2 separate regions of the Mus musculus genome follow, and region 2 is linked to region 1. A link is a contact called in public HiChIP or PLAC-seq data. All regions are on one chromosome and are shown on one strand. The core of a region is the stretch at or near the end of the contact, and the rest is flanking DNA. Distances in the headings are between cores, read along the strand shown. Region 1 holds the start of C230037L18Rik (RIKEN cDNA C230037L18 gene). Region 2 overlaps Shank3 (SH3 and multiple ankyrin repeat domains 3).

Region 1 (5,945 bases), core at 1,887-4,386:
TTACATTACCAGATACAAACTACACACTTGTCCCTGTCCCTCTGGTGAACCATCACACACTCAGGACAGGGCTAGGGGTCCTGGGCTACCCTTGAAGGACCCCCGTGATTTCTCCAGTCCCCTCAGGACTGGGAGCCTGGGCAGTGGCAGCAGACAGGGTGGGGAGTGCAGCTCGGCTGACAGCAGATCTGTAGGGCAGGGTCCTCGCCCTTGGCTATCTGGCTGGGGCCAAAGGTCATGGCTGCATCGTACTGGGCCTTGAGGAGTTGGATGTGTTTCAAAGCCTGGAGGGCTTCTGGGGAGACCCCCTCTATACTTTCCAAAACATTGTAGTTCTCCCCAGGGTCCTGAGATAAGTCGTAGAGCAGTGGGGGCTCATGAGCCGTCAGACGGTTGGCAGCATGACAGGCAGGATCTGAAGTGGTGTCACTGTGGGCGGAGCCTGGGGATGGGGGGGGTGTCAGCTTTTTACATAAGGAGGGGCAGAGGACAGAGCAGCTGGGGGTCAGCAAGCCGGGCTAGGGAGGGGAAGCCAGGAAGGGAAGCAGGGTACCCTGGGTGAAGAAATGAGCCTTGTATTTCCCATTCCGAACAGCAAAGACCCCATGGATCTCGTCTGGGTAGGGCGGGTAGAAGAAGACAGACTTCCGTGGGCTCTGAGGGAAAAGTCAGGATGACAGGATAGGAGAGATCTCTAAAAGCTCTTGTGTATCGCCCTGTTATGGGACCCCCACCCCCACTCCCCGCTTTGGCCCACCCAGGATCCTGAGAGGTGATACTCAGGGGCCACTCATCAAAGGAGACATGAGGCATGTACTCTCCGGCACTGCCCAGTTTCATACCTAAAGGAGGACCAGCATGGGGATGGTGTCAAGGGATGACTGGCCCTACCTTGCCTGTGCCTAGCAGCAAGGGGCTGATGTCAACACCATCCAAGGTGACGTTGGGCAGCGGAGCCCCGGTCAGGGCTGCCAGGGTGGGCAGCAGGTCCAGAGAGCTGGCCAGCTCATGGGTTACACCTGTGGACAGATGGCTGTTCGGCCACTCCATTCACCATCGAGGCTAGGGAGATGGGGGCCATGGGTCTACACAAAGAGGGCTAGGGGACTGACCAGGAGTAATGTGACCTGGCCAGTAGACCAAGGCAGGCTCTCGGACGCCACCTTCAAAAGTTGTTCCTTTTCCACATCTCAAGAGGCCAGAGCAGCCGCCATTGGACATGCGCATCAACTCAGGACTGGGACACACAAGGAAGTCATCAGTAACAAGAGGCTAAGGACCCTGCCCCACTGCTGGTTATGGATCACCATAACGTGCCTAGCACCTCTCGAGTCTTTTATACAGTCAACAAACAGCTAGGGTGGAAGTTACCCTAGAGTCCTGGCCTGTGATAGAGCAACGAGTATCCCTTGCTTGGCTCGTACCCGTTATCTGCAGTGAAGATGACTAGTGTCTCTTCCAGCAGACCGAGGTCCCCCACAGTTGTCATCAAGGCCCCTACAGCTCCATCCAGCTCCATCAAGGAGTCCCCAAATGGCCCACGGCCTGAGCGCTTGGTGAAGCTTTGTCCACTGAACTGAGGGTAGTGAGTGTGCTGGGGGCAGAGACTGGAGTCAGCACTGGCTGGGTACAGGTCTTGGGCAGTCAGGGGGCGGGGCCAGGGTCACTCACGTGGGAAGCGTAGTACAGGAAGAACGGTCGGCCCTGGCGCTGGGCATCAGCCATGAGGTCTCGGGAGAAAGACACATACCGGGCCTCCAGTCCAGGCAGCCAAGGGGGCTGGGCCTCCACTGTCAGGTTGGCCAGTAGTGGGATGGGAACAAGGCCTTGGTCACAGCCACCTTTGCAGGGGATGTCTGGTGGGAAGCACGTTAGGTTCTGACAGGGACCCTGGGGAGAGCAGAGAGCGGTTAGTGTGAGGGAGGACTGGCTACGGGTTAGGGTACAGTTGGTATGCGGGCTTGGGTGTGTGTTGGGGGGCAGCAGAGGGTCCGGCTGGTTTGTACCTGGTCATGGGAATATGGGATGCCCAGGAATCGGTGGAAGCCCTGATGCGGGGGCAGGAAGGCCCCCTCTGGCCCCACTCCAAGATGCCACTTGCCAGCCATCCCTGTAAGGTAGCCTCGAGCAGCCAGGACTTCGGCTAAAGTCACCTCCTCCAAGGGCAAGCCCCCTTGGGAACTGGGCCCCAGAACTCCAGGGTACATGCCTGATCGAACTGGGAGCCGGCCAGTCAGGAGGGCGGCCCTGTAGTACAAACCACAGAATCCATTATCTGCGAGTCCCACAGAGATGAACCCAGAGAGAAGAGGGAGAATGGTGGACATACCCACAGAGAGACAGAAATGGGATGAGCCAGGGGAGAGGGGAGGGGCAAAGGTCCCTCACTCACCGAGATGGCGTGCACAGAGACACAGGCACATAGAAATCTGTGAACCGTAGTCCACCTTCAGCCAACTGATCCAGGTTAGGGGTGGTAGAACTGGGGTGCCCATAGGAGCCGAGGTCCCCATAGCCCAGGTCATCCGCAAAGATCAGCAGGATGTTAGGTGGGCTGGCAGTGCTCAGGCCTGCAGCCAATGCCAAAAAGAGGGTCCCCAGGGCCATGACAGAGATACAGATGGGCCTGTGTCCTCAGTCCCTTGGTAGGGAAGGCAGAGCGATTCCAGCAGGCTCGTTCCTTGAGCGCCCAGGCCAGCCCCTACCTGAGGCCCCAGTCCCGAGCCCTCCTCCTCCCCTGAGCCGCCAGACCCAAATAATCCTTCTGTCTGTAGGTCCACTCTCTGAAGCTCCAGCGAATCTGTCAGAACTCGGAAGGGGGTGGCCTGGGGTGTAACTCCACAGAGCCCCTAAAGGACCAGGGCTTCATTAACGTCACGAGCGGGGATCTGACCCTGTTCACCCAGAGGTGCCAGCACAGGCTTGGGATCAGGAGCAGAAGTCACTTCACATTGACCCGGGAGGCTCCAGCGCCATGGGACAAGGGCGGTTCGAAATTGAGGAGGAACTGGTGGTAGACAGCGTCGATCTCAGGCAGTCTCGGATACGCCCGCGGTCACGTGACAATTGGCTGACCCAGAAGGGGCGGGCTCTGGGACTGGGCGGTACAGAGTCGGGGCTAGGTGGAGCTGGGACCGGGCGAGGCGGAGCTGGGGAGCCGAGCCAAGCGGGTTTGTGTGCCTATGGGAACCTTCCGGGTGGGGCTGCTGCGGACCTGGGACCGGGGCGGGATAGGGTGAGGCTGGAGATTGCTCGCGTGCTCCCGATCCTTATCTGCGCCGGTTGGGGTGTCCCGTGCTGGGCTTGGTAACCTTACGTTCTTTGCTCCTGCGCGCTAGGCTCAGGACTGCCTAGCAGTGCAGCACTACAGCTATCTGGCTCTCCTGCTGTGTCGCTCTTAAATGCGTGTCTGGAGTTCCTCTGGCGAATGGTGGGCTGTTTGTCTCATTTCCTCTGATGAGATACTTGAGGGATCCTTGTTGAAAAAACATCAGCATCCCCCTTCTGACTGAGCAAAGAGGCAAAAACCATGGAGTCTGACTGCAACAAACCAGGAAGACAAATCTGATTGGCTGCTGGCTTTTTGCTCACAACCACCTTTGGTGAATTTTGTGAAACACAATGTATCAAATTATTTAAAAAAATCCTTTCCCTTCTACACGCGTAACTGGTGTTTAAGGTTGAGTGTGTGTGTGTGTGTGTGTGTGTGTGTGTGTGTGTGTGTATCTGTGGTGTTAGAGCTGGGATGTGTGTCTGTGAGTCTGGTGTTTGAGAAGGGTTGCTGGGTTCCTGTGTGGTATAGCTTAGGGCACATTAGTATTGAACTAATGGGAAGACAACATGACTTGTTTCTAACTCTTCATTTATACATTATTGAATATAACCTTTTTTTCTTATCAGTTTTAACTGTTAAGGGAGACTAACAGATATATCCCTCAGAGGGTGGAAGGGTGGGTTCTTAGTGTACTTTAACATCTAAAGGTCCCTGTGGTAACTGGACTTCCCAGATCTCCCCGCCCCCAAAAGCCCCTGACCTGAGTCACTTTTCCGGAGCAAGTCTCTTCCAGGGTATTTCCTTGCAGGTGGCTGTTCCTAGGGAAGTCATTTGTCCAGATTCTTGGCTTTGATTCCTCTCCAAGACAGAGTGGCACTCTAAGACCTCTGGCGTCAAGATGGTCACGACCTGCGCACCCAGGAAGGAAGACGCTGGAGCCAGGGGGGAGATAAACAGGGTTCTGGAAGGGCCTCCCGACTACAGTAGCGGATCAGACTCAGGATCACCCAGTGGTCTAACACAGGCTCAGGTCAGGAGCAGACAACACGTGACACTGAGTTGAAGGTGCCCTCTGGCAAGCAGAATGAGGGTGGTTCAGAATGACGAGTAAACTGGTCATTGATTTATTGATTTTTTTTTTTTTCACTGAAGCCTGGCTCTCTGGGCATCTGGAATTCTCCCGATGAAATCTGCAAGAAACTGCAGGAGGAAAGTTCGAAACTGCAGAGACCCCAGAGATGGCACAGGAAGGAGCTGGGTCTGACTGAGGCTACTGCACACCTCATGTGAAGTGGGGGGTGGCTGGGGGCGGGGGGGGGGGAGCAATCTTCAGTTAGTGGCTCTCTTAGTGTCACATTCCAGCACGGTTTCTGGACTTGTGCACGGGTGGGGGTTGCCGGTAGTCCTTCTATTTAGAGTCAGGACAGAAAGCTCTTCTGTGGCCCAGAAATCTTTGAAACTGTATTTGGATCTCTCCCAGCTGGTGGCCACTGTGAATTGTAATTTGAAAGGAATCAACCAGAAGCACTTTCTTTCCGTTGCTAGCTGGGGAACTACCCCAGGACCTGCGCATTATTCTCTGGAGAGCCCGAGTGGGGTTGCGATGTTATGCAAATCGAGGTACGTTTCCCCTGGGTTCTTGGGGGACTCAGGTGTGTGTACACGTGAAGGTTGCTTGGGCTCAGCTCTGACCTAGAGCTGTGGAAAACTTGGAAAGAGGTATCTGCCTGCCGCCAGCTCTGTTCAAAGCTGAGCACTGAAGGCCAACCTGTCTTTAGAGATGTGAACTCTCTCCCACCCCCACCCCCCCTTTTTTTTCCCACAGAGCCCCAATTGGAAGTAGCCTGCTAGGGTTGGTTCAGGAAGTGGCTTCAGATGATGCCTGGGGCCTTGCTAATTTTGGACAAACACCCACAGTTGAGAAAGGAGCCTTGCCTTGGGAGGCAGGTCTCTTATTTCTGTACCTTGCTTGCAAAGGGATAGGAGAGGCCTCTGCATGGGGGTAAGATGGGGTGATTGAGTTGCAACAGTGGCCTGAGTAGAGTACTGTGGCTGTTCTTGCATCAGTTTATGTGGGGACCTAGGACGTATCAGGCCTCCACCTTCCCTACCCTACTGCCTCTCATCATGGTTATGTATAGGCGTTGAGATGTACAGTGCTGATCAGGACCAACAGGGTAGTTCTAACAGAAGAGCAAATATCTTAGGCAAAAACAGACCTGATGGAGTCCTACCTGGTTGACCATGTGGGGTTTGGGGGTCTGCTGAAGGCAAGTTTTCAGTTGAGTTATGATCAGGGGCCAGGCTTTGTCATAATCTCTAAAGGAAGGGGAACCCTGAGACACCCCTTCACACATATGCTCAGAGGAAGAAGAGTTACGGTCAGATGACACAACAATAACCTCTGGTCATCAGCTGACCTGTGAATGACATCTTGCTGGGCAGATAACGAGTTTCCACATGCAAGACCTACTATGATTGTAGTTTATAGCATTATAGGAAAATGAAAATAGGGCTAGAGAGATGGCTCAGTGGTTAACAGCACTGACTGCTCTTCCAGAGGTCCTGAGTTCAAATCCCAGCAACCACGTGGTGTCTCACAACTGTCCATAATGAAATCTGATGCCCTTTTCTGATGTGTCTGAAGACAGTTACAGTGTACTTACTTATA
Region 2 (5,945 bases), core at 2,313-4,812, 52 kb after region 1:
GCAGGTACCCTGCTGTCCTCTTTTTCCCTGACAACCTGTCTGGCTTCTCTCCCTAGTGCTCAGCATTGGGGAGGGCGGTTTCTGGGAGGGAACCGTGAAGGGCCGAACAGGCTGGTTCCCAGCTGACTGTGTGGAAGAAGTGCAGATGCGACAGTATGACACCCGGCATGGTAAGTGACTCCAGTTTTTGCTCAGATACCTCCTAAAGGGCAGGCACTTCTTCTAGTCTCCCTATGGTCTTCTTGGTAACACATCTGGACATCCCCCCTAAGACTGAGAAGCAAACTCAATAACACTCAAGATACATTCAGATTTGCACATATCCATGGTGGGCAAGCATGCATGTTCTTAGGAACAGGGGTATGTGAACCTGACAGTGGAGCCACCTTTGCCATGCCAGCTGGAGGAGTACACTCATGGTCATCCCTCTGTGTGCGTGTTGGCACACGAGTCTTCGGTGACAGTGACCACCCCTCTGGTACATTCCTCACGGAAATACCAGGTTCGTGGAACTCCCAATTCATGAGTGGCTGGCACGTAAGGAAGGAACCAGTGTGAGAAAAGAGGCGTTTTTCCAAAGTGGACAGATTGTCCAAGTAGGCAGAGCAGGAGGCATGGGCCAGCTAAGAGGAAATGAGGCCAGTTGGGCCCCAAGGAGTGGCTCCGGGGTACCTGGGGTTGGTATGGTCTGAGGGCAGCTGATGAAGGATGGCTCCTGTTCTTACAGAAATGTGAGGTGAAGGTTGCAGCTCCTGGGGCCCGCTGAGGAACTGTGGTCCAATCTAGCTGAATGCTTGGACTTCTAGGAAGGATCCCCTTAGATGCTGGTGAAGGGTCCTCTGGGGCCCTCAGTGTGGGCTGCTTTCATGTCTGGGGTGTACTCTTTCATTGCGCCCTCGGGTATTCTGGGAAGCCACAAGATCGATTATCTTCTTTCCAGATCAGAGAGTAGGTAGGACAAATGAACTCTGGGGTGATTATCAGTGGTATGTCTGGATCAGGGTACGAGTGTCCCTTTCTCTGTACATAGAAGGTTTGGGCCCAGGGTCGTGGTAACCTCTGTCAACCTCGACTTTAAGTTGGCAGCTTTCCAGGGGAGCCTACAATCATGTGGCCATGCGTCAAACTTGATGGATGCCTAGGTTATACAGGAACTCAGTTACTGACTTACTGCTGGCTAGGTTCCTTGCTTTCTTTTCCTTTCTTTCTCTCTCTCTCTTTCTTCTCTTTTCTTTTTTTTTTTTTTTTTATAAATAAATCTGGAATGCATTCTTTCAGTTCTACTTTCTTTTTTTTTAAAAGATTTTATTTATTATATATGTAAGTACACTGTAGTTGTCTTCAGACACTCCAGAAGAGGGCGTCAGATCTCATTACGGATGGTTGTGAGCCACCATGTGGTTGCTGGGAATTGAACTCAGGACCTTCAGAAGAGCAGTTAGTGCTCTTAACCTCTGAGCCATCTCTCCAGCCCCTTCTCTTTTCTTTTTAAAGATTTATTATATGTAGGTACACTGTAGCTGTCTTCAGACACACCAGAAGAGGGCATCTGATCTCATTACAGATGGTTGTGAGTCACCATGCAGTTGCTGGGATTTGAACTCAGGACCTCCGGAAGAGTGGTCAGTGCTCTTAGCCGCTGAGCCATCTCTCCAGCCCGTGCCTTGCTTTCTCACGTGGCTTATCCTTTTCCTGCCTTGATGGCTTTACTGGGGACTTGGAGAATAGAAGGGGATCGTTGCACTCACTTGCTGGATGTGGCCTCCGGGTGGGAATGATTTCATAGGCCCGTGGCCCAGTTCCAACAGGACCGAGTAAAGAGCAAGGAGAAGGGGCTACACACCTGTTGAATAGGAGCTAGTTGTATGCTTTTCCTACGGATGGCGGTACGGTTTTGAGAACTGTGGATCCAGGATCGTTTGGCCGTCATTCTGAAACCTAGGAAGGAGAGAGGTCTGCGTTGGAGTCAGAATCCAAGAGGAGCAGATGTTGGTCAGTTTTGCTTCAAGCCGGACCTTGTGCTGGCTGTCAGTGGTTATGGCAAGTGTACCCCGTCCCGGGTGCACAGGCCACTGGGAGGGGGCGGGATCCAGTTACCCCTGGATGCACAGGACACCGAGACCGAAGATCCGGGGTTAGCCTGAGGAAGCCAAAAAAAGATAAAAAAAGAAAAAAAAAGAGGCTCAAAGCAAAGGTGTTGTTTCACTTGAATTCCCCGGGTAGTTTACAGATGGGTTCCTCATATTTGTGGAGATCCAGCACCGCATTCTAGAACTATGCCCGTTGCCAACTTCTGTATTTGAGCAGCGCCAGACATGAGTTTTAGCATTTTTCTATGAATGGAGCTGTGGACCTATCCTAGCAATCCTGGGAGGTGGGGTGCCAGCGTTTAGTATGTTTCTGGGATGTCACTACCCACAGGGGGCGGGGATGTTTGTTCTTTGTTTTGCTGCATAAGCAGTTAGCTTTGTGAGGAATGGCACGGCTGGAGGGGGGAGCATGAGTCTTAGTCGCCTGGTCCTTGGGGGTCAAGGTAAAGAACGAGATCTTGTAGTAGGAGCTGACCGAGCAGATATTTTAGGGCCAAGATGAAGAAGATCTGGGCAGGGCAGAGTGGTGAGGACAATGTGTCAAGGTCAACAGGAGAGGACCACAGAGCAGCTGGTGTGGGGGTGATGGAGCTGCAGGCTTTCTAGCAACCACGGGACCTCTTAACAGGGCCATAGCTATCATAGATAACCTGAGGGAGTGGGGTTCAAAAGCACCTAGGTGATTGAGAGCTACGTGTATGACCATATGGTGAGGGCCCTGCTGGGACTGCCTTTGGGGAGGGTATAGGAGCTATAATGGCTTCCCTCTGACCCCAGCTACAATACCCATCCTGCTGCTCTGGGCAGAACTTCTTGTCTGGGACTTAGGCTGAGTTGTGCCAGATTGCAGAGGGCATCCTAGCAACAGGAACTTGTTTCCAACAGTCCTCCCCCCACCCCCAGCCCTCCAGACTCTGATTCAGGAACCAGAGTGGGAATGAAGGAGGACTATGAAAGACCAAGGATAGAAGCCGTGCTGGGGTAGAGGTTAGGTCAGTGTCTCCTAGGACCCAGGTCCTGGTCTTTACCTGAGCAAAGAGTCTGGCCTCCAGCAGCGCTCTAGCAGGAATTGAGGAATGCAGCTAGTGCACACATCTCAAGGCCTGACATAACCTCCCATCCTGTTTGCCTTCCTCTTTCCACTCGGAGAGAATGTTCCATTTGGGAGCCAGTGCTGGGCACATTCCTTTCAGCTGGCTTTCCTGTGTGTGATTAATAAAACGAGCACACGAATCTGTGTTATATAATAAATAGTTTGTCTGGTTGATAACAATTTAAAAAAAAAAAGAAAACAAGATGCTTTGAAATAGGACCTGACCAGGGCGAGGCTGCTTAACTCTGCATAGCTCCTAGGGTTAAGATCTGGGGAGGGCAGGGCAGAGAGGTGAGTTGGGATGAGCTAAGGCCATGCTAGTGTGAGAGCGGTGGAACCGGAGGCTTCCTGTCCACCGCTGGGTTCCCAGGCCTGGATCAGCTAGCGTAGTGTATCTGTGACCGGGTCAGCCTGAAGAAGGATGTGCGTGGGGTAAGGAGGGATTGAGGAGGGCCGCACACGTGCTGGCGAGGCTTCATCTGCACTGGTCTCGGGACTGGGTGGCAGGTGTACATTTGTCTCTTAGAGTGGGACAGACGGGAAGGGGTAAGCAAGCGAGTCGATGGGGCCCGAACGAGGCTGTTAGAACCTCGTCAAACAGGCTACTAGAGCCCTGTGGCCTCCCGACGTGACGGTTCCTACTGTGGAGAGAGAGAGGTTCAGATGTGACTGATGGGTTAACTTATCGAGAGTCTCGCACAAAGCAAGAGGGACCTGAAGTCTGGACTGGGACTTTTCTTGATAGCCGTGTCATCTGATGGGAAGGTGCTCTAACCATTGCTCCACCCTGTCTCTTCCACCTGCCTTTTAACTCACCTGCTCCTCCTTCTGTCCACCTACTTATCCAGCAGCCCACCCAGCTTCCCTTTTCCACTCATAGATCCCATCCATCCATCCACCCGTCCATCCATCCATCCATCCATCCGTCCATCCACCCGTCCATCCATCCGTCCATCTATCCCCTCATGGACCTGTATATCCTTCGGCTCATCCGATATTCCCTCAAACCTTCAGCATCCCGCCCATTCATCTATGCATTTACTTTTTTGGGTTATGTTCCTTCTCTTCCTACATTCATCCGTTTGCCCACGCATCCCCCATGCACACACTCACCTAGCCAGTTGTGTGCCTTCTGTTACGTACCAGATGCTCTGCTGGGCACTGGGACCACAGGAGTCATGACATCTGGTCTTTCGCTTTCAAGGATCTCGTCGTTGCTGAGAAGACAGGCCATAAAAGAGCTGTATCTTTCTGCTGGGTATGGTGGCCTCGTGCCTGTAAGCCTAGCGTTCAGAACACTGAGACAGATAATCCTAAACTCAAGGCTCAGACTGTATGCAGTGATACTTTTCTCAAAACAAAACAAAACAAAACACAAAAAAAAACCCCCCAAAACTGGGGGTGGTGGTGGTGAATAAAATATGGAGTGTAAAATAAATAAATAAATTTTAAAAAAGGAAAAATAAAAATAAAAAACAAAAACAAAAACAAAAAAACAAAACCCAAAAAAAGCCCCAAACCAAAAAACAATTCAAAGTCGTGACGGGTACTGTAGGACTCTGGTACCCAGCACCCACCTGAATCTCTATGACTCCCACTCCAGGGGATTCAGCTCCCCCATCAGGCCTGTGAATGCACTGGGCATACACGTGGTACACATATATACGTGTAGGGAAACACAGGAAGTAAAAACCAAAATCTTTTAAAAACTCAAAACAGTACGGAACCCAACTTAAAAAAAAAAATCACAGGTTCCTCCTGTTGTCTGTCTGTCTGTCTGTCTGTCTGTCTGTCTGTCTCTCTTTTAAATCCCCGTGCCTCCCTCTCCTCTTGCTGGCAGACTCCACACAGTTCCTGCCTGCTCCAGATTAATGCCTTTGCTGTGGTCTTTGCCTTGCCTGCCTCACCCCCAGAAGCCCTGCACCCTCACATCTACAGGCGGCTCCCCTGACGGTCGGGGTCTCTGCTCAGCTCTTCTTTCTGATGAGGCTGTTGCTATCCCTAGACTCGTCCCCCTTTTCCTGCTTGCTTTTCTCCTGTTAGCTGGCGTTTTGTATTCATTGCTTGTTGATTCCATGTCTCAGAATGGCTTATTAACCCCTTAAAGGCGGAGACTTTGCTCTGTTCTAAAATAAACAGTGCCTGGTCGGTAAATGACTGTTGAAGTAAAAAGTAAGAAGGGCTATGCTATGGCAAGAGAGGGTGAAGGAGGGGAGAGATGCTGAGGAATGAAATTGAAAACTGTGGTGGCGCCATCTTGAGGCCATCTGTGGTACTGCAAGTGCTGCTAGAGGAGCCATTCTGAAGCTTCAAGGGTCTAGTTGTAGATTTGAACCTTCTTCAGGAAATCTACAAGGCTAAGTGAGATTCAGCAAGAGGTATGTCCTGGCCAGGTCCACAGTGTTCACGAAGGACTTTGAGATCAAAGGACAGATATGTATATAGTCCTGTGGAATACAGTCAGGGCAGGGGACTGAACACTTTATAATCCTTTTTCTTCTTTCCTTGAATTTGTGCTGTTGTGAGGAAATCGGTGGACACCTTGGGATGCTTCCTTCCTGGTGCACACATAGGCTGGTAGCACAGCACACACATGTGTGTGAGCTCAACCCCTGTGCACACAAACACATGTTTGTTACTAGATCCTGAGCTCATGGACGGAGAGCAGCCATGGCTCTCGTTTGACACACATAAGCACCAACCCAGCATTTATACCTGACTGTGAAGCACACATTCATGTACTCTCATCTCTGAGGCTTGCA

The links. HiChIP or PLAC-seq counts read pairs in DNA pulled down with a chosen protein or histone mark.
Region 2: an H3K27ac HiChIP or PLAC-seq map of heart atrium shows a contact between it and region 1, with 5 read pairs. The contact joins the enhancer-like site here to the promoter of C230037L18Rik in region 1. A contact is called at or near these places in 3 of 39 promoter capture datasets (the 3T3-L1 cell line, embryonic stem cells and liver), 1 of 15 datasets of contacts at CTCF or cohesin (the NIH/3T3 cell line), 31 of 484 Hi-C or Micro-C datasets (the AML12 cell line, the C2C12 cell line, the G1E-ER4 cell line and 20 more), 9 of 115 datasets of contacts at active chromatin or transcription factors (the HPC-7 cell line, cardiomyocytes, embryonic stem cells and 3 more) and 4 of 9 other capture datasets (adipose tissue, embryonic stem cells, liver and 1 more).

The regions. Positions count from the first base shown.
Region 1 is chr15:89,473,116-89,479,060 of GRCm38.p6, forward strand. It overlaps C230037L18Rik (RIKEN cDNA C230037L18 gene), which reads left to right and starts at 3,137. Exons shown (of 5, transcript NR_077233.1): 1 at 3,137-3,170; 2 at 4,144-4,304; 3 at 4,427-4,532; 4 at 4,755-4,894. Arsa (arylsulfatase A) reads right to left here and starts at 4,309. Exons shown (of 9, transcript NM_009713.4): 1 at 4,035-4,309; 2 at 2,393-3,540; 3 at 2,007-2,247; 4 at 1,672-1,890; 5 at 1,425-1,594; 6 at 1,113-1,237; 7 at 892-1,019; 8 at 554-656; 9 at 1-442. The coding sequence starts at 2,607. The coding sequence ends at 123.
Region 2 is chr15:89,525,104-89,531,048 of GRCm38.p6, forward strand. It overlaps Shank3 (SH3 and multiple ankyrin repeat domains 3), which reads left to right. Exons shown (of 22, transcript NM_021423.4): 12 at 57-170. Among named protein-coding and RNA genes, the nearest start is that of Gm15609, 4.3 kb to the left of the region's middle. Within about 2 kb of position 3,563, at least 3 of the 459 cell types and tissues checked have an H3K27ac peak or open chromatin away from gene starts, as enhancers often do. A contact at or near this core is called in heart atrium, where this site is marked.